Linked DNA regions of Gossypium hirsutum: region 1 is linked to region 2. A link is a contact called in public Hi-C data. All regions are on one chromosome and are shown on one strand. Each heading gives the region's core, a stretch centred on a gene start, on an enhancer-like site or on the middle of the called end of the contact. The rest is flanking DNA. Distances are from core to core; before and after follow the strand shown. Region 1 holds the start of LOC107913843 (phosphoinositide phosphatase SAC2). Region 2 holds the start of LOC107913836 (proteasome subunit alpha type-5).

The links. A called contact is a pair of places that touch in the nucleus more often than the background predicts.
Region 1: a Hi-C map of leaf shows a contact between it and region 2, with 1.7 times the contacts expected there. The contact joins the promoter of LOC107913843 here to the promoter of LOC107913836 in region 2. A contact is called at or near these places in 2 of 34 Hi-C or Micro-C datasets (anther and leaf).

Annotation. Positions count from the first base shown.
Region 1 is chrD10:4,912,804-4,915,852 of Gossypium_hirsutum_v2.1, reverse strand. It overlaps LOC107913843 (phosphoinositide phosphatase SAC2), which reads right to left and starts at 1,394. Exons shown (of 16, transcript XM_016842493.2): 1 at 902-1,394. The coding sequence starts at 985.
Region 2 is chrD10:4,771,097-4,774,255 of Gossypium_hirsutum_v2.1, reverse strand. LOC107913836 (proteasome subunit alpha type-5) reads left to right here and starts at 1,415. Exons shown (of 10, transcript XM_016842484.2): 1 at 1,415-1,514; 2 at 1,609-1,656; 3 at 1,741-1,822; 4 at 1,914-1,994; 5 at 2,601-2,714; 6 at 2,794-2,895; 7 at 3,113-3,159. The coding sequence starts at 1,643.

The DNA of each region.
Region 1 (3,049 bases), core at 145-2,644, 140 kb before region 2:
AAAACAAAAGCAGCAGCAGCAACACTCCTATCAGCATCATAGAGGGAAACAGGAAAATATATATCTTATAAGTGTAGAACTTGCTCCAAGCATAAGGACTATTTCTACAGAAGTAGCTCCAAGCACATAAACAGTCACTGCCCATGATCTCAGGAGTAATGAACCGCTTTATGAGATTAAAACCGAGAAAAAAGAAACAGTAACACTTCATCAGAGTTGAATCCATTTAAAGAGAATATTATGAACCTATTCATTAAGTGAAGACTTTCTCCTGCTAAGCTGAATTCAGAATACTAAAAAGTTTGAGTAATACGTGTTGAATATAAAAAGAATTTTGAAATGCAAATTCAACCAAACCGCTCCTTAGAATAACAAGCCAAAAAAAGAGGTTGACAACAGAAGCTAAACCGCAATCAGACTTCCTATTGCCAATTACCAGTTCAATACGCATTCAAAAGCCAAAAAAAATCTCAGTCAGACTAACAAATACAATATAAAGAACAAGTAAATCAAGATCTCGGCAATTATAACCAAACTCGCAAAAGAAATTATAAACCCATAGATAAATACAATCAAACTTTAAATAAAGAAAAAAAAAATCAACCATCCCAACATCAAGCTAACCATTGAGAAAAACAGAGCAAATCACAGAGCAGCTACCAGTTAAAGCTGAAAATCAAATACACTCAAATTACATATATGACGATTTAGTTAAAAAATCGCCAAAAAGATTAAACAGCCGCAGGGGAAAAAAAAGCAAAAAAAAAAATCATAGCGTGATAAACATATAAGCAACTACAATGACGAAATTCAAATCCTTAAACCAACAGCCCGTATACACAAGCATACGAATATATGAAGCAAAACGAGTATGTATATACGACAGGGAGAGGAAAAATACCGAGCGAGTCTCGTAGAGTCTGAATTTCTGCAAATAGCAAGGATTCGGATCTTGTCCACCATCACTGCAATTCTCGGCTGCCATTAGCTTTTCGGATCCCGTGTTCCCCGAGCCTCAAAGCTCGGGTTCACTCAAGATACAGATCACCGAAGAACCACGGAAGGGAAAAAAAAAAAACCTCTCTCGATTTACAAAAATGAATCTATCTATATATTTAATATATACGGGTAAAAGCGTAGAAAATTATGAATAAAAATAAGCGTCACAAATTCACAATTCACAGTCCAACCTGAACAACAAGAAAACAGCTATGGAAAAAAAGAAACTAAATAAATAAGAAATAAAGATAGTATGAATCTGCGAGAAAACGGCGCGTCTTGTTGAAGAGAAGGAGGGAGAGATCGAGAAGAAGAAGAAGCAGAAGAGAACCGTACAGCTAATGGAGAATGGAAGACCACAAAAATAAAACCAAAAAATAATAATATAACGTGCAACTCTAAATAAAAAAAAATTCTAAAAAAATATATAAATTGCGAGGTAAGTGCTGTTTTAACTTTCTAATTAATTTTTTTCAATATAGCAATCGTCCACAGTAACTTACGTTTTGAATTGATATTGTTTTTTTTTTTTTTCCGCTAATGATTGTTTGACTCGGCTGTTATGACTCGGACATATGGTCGTTTTGACTCGGTTGAACCGCTCGCGTGGATGAATCTGGTGTATACCAGCCTACTGATTCAAAGTTAAGATCTTTAGATCACCAGGTTTTTAATTATTCTAAAAATAAATTAGCATGATAAAAGTAGTTTTTTTTATTTTTATTACAAAATTAATTTAGTTATTTAATCTTATTAATAAATTAGCTTTTTCTTATAAATCTATTCTTAAACATGTTTGATGATTAGATTAGATTAGTTTTTTTTAGTACTTAATGTTGAAATTCTTAAATTGATTTTCTTTTAAAAATAAATTTATATTTGAAATAAATTATCTTTTTTTTTAAATATATATTTAAATTATCATATTTAACCTTGGTCCAAAACTTATGAAAATAACATAAAATATTATGTTATAATATTAACTTTAAGAAAAAAAATTGAATAATTTTAATTTTCTTTTTTTAGTAATTTATCTTTTCAAATATAAATTGAGTACAAATAATTCAGCCATTAATTTTACATATTATATTATAAATTGACGCTAAATTATTTTTTCAAATATAGAATGTTTTTCCGAACTAAGGGTGAGTTTGGATGGGCGGTGTGTTTACCTGTGATTAGTGTAAAAACAGCAGTGGCGGTGAGATTAAATACTGTAGCGATACTGTAGCGTGAGACAAAAAGTGAACTAAACGCAACGCACCCAATCACCTATCCAAACCCACCCTAAGTAACTAACTTCGATGTCTTTAATGTTATATTATAAATTGACACTAAATTAATTTTTCAAACGTAGAATGCTTTTCCGAACTACGTAATTAACTTCGATGTTTTTAATATGATATTATAAATTGACACTAAATTGTTTTTTCAAACTAGAATGCTTTTCCGAACTACGTAATTAACTTCAATATCTTTAATATTATATTGTAAATTGACACTAAATATTTCATATGTGTCGTTTAAAATTTAATTGGATTTAAAATTAAGTGAAGGGATTAAAATTAAGGATAAAAAATTTATATTTATATTTTATATTTATCAAAAAGTTTAGTTTTTTAATACTTAATATTAAGTAACATACTAAATATATTTTAATACTTAATTTTTAGTTGTATTAAACAACAACTAAATGGTATAAAGTTAGGTTTAATTATGTCGGAATAAATTATATTCGGATGATCATAAAGAAACATAATTTTTAGGCACTAATAAAATAATGTCATGTGATTAAATTTTAAAGATAATAAAGTATTATTATACACTCATCTATATTTAATATCTTCTCCAACTTAATTTAACTTTAATTAAAGTAATTAAAATAATTAATTTTTAAAATTATAAACAAACATCTTTTCTTCTTTTACAAATTTTTATCATTTTTTTTCATAAGTTAGTATTTTTATTTTTTGTGCAACCAATTTTTTAAGGAAAAATTAGTAATTTTTGTGCAATTTTTCCATGTCATTAACACATAATTTTACTATTT
Region 2 (3,159 bases), core at 166-2,665:
CATTGAATTGTTTAGAATTTTGATTAAATTGATAGAAAGTGTAAGTATTGAGGACTAAATCTATTGTTATGCTAATTAGAAAAATGTTACATCAGTTGACCATTTAACCGAGAGTGACCAAAACAGAAATAATCTAAAAACATCAGTGACAAAATTGAAATTTTTTATAATTTGATGACCAAAACAAAAACACGTTAATAATTAGGTAATTAATTATACACTTTTCCCTTTTTAAACATATCTAAACTAACCTCGGATGTCAAGTGATATTAAGGTTTTGATAAATCATTGAAAAAAATTAGATCAACTAAAAAATTAATATTTTCCACAATTTTTTAATGAAAAAGTGTGAATTTTTTAAAATTATTTTTATTTTATTTTATTTTAACTTTATCTTTTAAATATTTTATTTTTAAAATTATATTTATAAAATAATTTATTTATATTCCATCTTTAATTTCAAAAATATACCAAACAAAATTTACAACTTAAATTTAATAATTAATTTTTTAACGCTTATTTTTTTCTATTTAAAATTTCAATTTATTAATAAGGGAATGAATTATCCAACGAAGTCAAAGCCTAAATTCTTGGACTATGGGTAGATCTCTTTCTCAATAAATGAGTTGAAGATTGAAACCTGCCCAATCTGTTGACGATAATTCTCTTTTAAGAAATAAGCTAAAATTCATTTAAGCGGTTGGATATTTGAAAATAAATCTGAACCGTTAAAACATGCCAACTCAGCATTTATATAACCTTAAACTACAAGTTAAATTATTGCCTCCTTTGGTTAAAAAATAATTAATACAAATATAAATTTAAAATTAAAATATTTTTAAAATAAACGATAAAAATTTTCTTCTTCTATATTAAAAGTAAAGTAGGAAGTGGCTAAATATTATTAATTAAATTAATTTATTATTAATTCATATATTAAAATATGTGTAAATCTCTACTAAACATGTCTAAAAAATAATATATTGCAATTTGTGGTCAATATTTACCCCTTAATGAATTTACCGAATATAGAGAATTAGTTATTGGACTCGCTCTAATAAATGTATTGGGAAACTAAAAAAAATCTAGTAAGCTAATAAAAATAATTAAATAATAGATATGATTAAAGAGATTAAATATGAAAATAAAATAAATAATTTTTTTAAGAAAACTTTAAAATATCAATTCAATCCCTCCCTACTATTTTTAGCGTAACAAACCGATCCCATTATCAAAACATTGATCCGAACCTTAGAAATTCAAAAAACAAAAAAGAAATGTAAGGGAATGGGCTATCTAACAAAGTCAAAGCCCAAATAAATGGTAAGGGAATGATATCCAACAAAGTCAAAGCCCAAACTATTGGGCGTATGGATTGCTTATGATTTATGATTTATTCACGTCCTGAAACGCAGCCGTTTTACAGGCTGTCTTGTTTCGCAAGAAGTCTAGAGTACTTTAAGAAAAGCTCTTTCTTTTCGCTCAGTTGCTCTCTCTTAATACTCTCTTCACAAGTAAATCATCTTTCTCTCTTTTTTCTTTTTTCTTTTCAAGTTAATTTTCTTTTCAGAAATAAGCTAAAAAATTGTGGGTTTTTTTGTTCTTTAGGGTTTTGTTAGATCTAACATCCAATCGATCCAAGATGTTTCTCACCAGGTACCATAGCAAAACATATTGGTTCCTCATCAAGTTTTTTTTTTCTTTTTTTTTAAATAATGATTTGGTGATTGGTCTATGAAGGACTGAGTATGACCGTGGGGTGAACACATTTTCTCCGGAGGGAAGATTGTTCCAGGTAGAATATGCTATTGAGGCCATCAAGGTAAAATCCTTTTTTGCTATTGTGTCCTTTTTTGTTTTATAAATTTTTGGGATGCTTTGATTTTAATGGGTTTTTATTAATTGAACTACAGCTGGGTTCAACTGCAATTGGGTTAAAGACGAAAGAAGGTGTTGTGTTGGCTGTCGAGAAGCGTATTACTTCGCCATTGTTGGTCTGTACTCTTACTTGATTTAATACCATTACATTTGCAGATTATTTTTCCTAAAAAGGGTTTTTTTAATCCCCTTTTGCTTTAATTTGTTATGAATTGTTTGCTAAAATGCAATTTAAGGATATGTTTTTTAAGGTGTGGAGTTCCATTTGGAGAATGAGGTTATCGCTAGCTCTTAGGGATATAAGGAGTATCTTTTGACCTACGACCTACTCTTCAGTTGCAAGCATGTCAATATGTTTATTAATAGTCAATACCCTAGAATTGAAAATCTGGGTCCAATCGACGGAGTTTGCTATTGTCGACTCGCATAATGTGATAGACAGTATGCTGGTTCTATGTGATGTAATGAAATGTCTAAGACATGTCAAGTATTCTATCCAACTAGTTATTGCCTTTTTTTTTTCTTCTCTGTATGCTGCTTGATTCTCCCTAAGATTCCTTCACCTGCCACATCTTTACTTAAGACTTACAATTGAAGCTACATTCTTCTTAAAAATGACACTTGACGTCCAGCACGTAGCATGTGTTGCATATAGTAGATTTTGTGGGATGTAGATTATTGCAACTTCTTCCCAGCCTCATAAGTACTGGACTCTCTTTCAGGAGCCCAGCAGTGTTGAGAAGATTATGGAAATTGATGAACATATAGGATGTGCTATGAGTGGCTTGATTGCTGATGCCCGTACACTTGTTGAACATGCACGAGTTGAGACTCAGGTACCGTAGTTGTTATTTCCTACCCTTTGATATGAAATTTTTTTGCAACTTTATGCTGATAACTTCTACGGTCACACAGAACCACAGATTCTCATATGGCGAGCCAATGACTGTAGAGTCCACAACACAAGCTCTTTGTGACCTGGCCCTTCGATTTGGTGAAGGAGATGAAGAATCCATGGTATGGTTGCATATAATTTCTATACATAGTTATAGAAATTTTAAGCTCCTTTTTCATGATGCTTTTTGCTCATTTTAGTAAGCAATAAACAAAGGGCCACAGCCAGTATGACTTCTACAATTGTGCATTTAGTTTCTTTTTTCATATGATACAGAATTCTATCCATGACATTACTTTTTAAGTGCTTATTTACATGTCATATTGTTTTCCTATGCAGTCCCGTCCATTTGGGGTGTCTCTTCTCATTGCTGGTCATGATGAGAA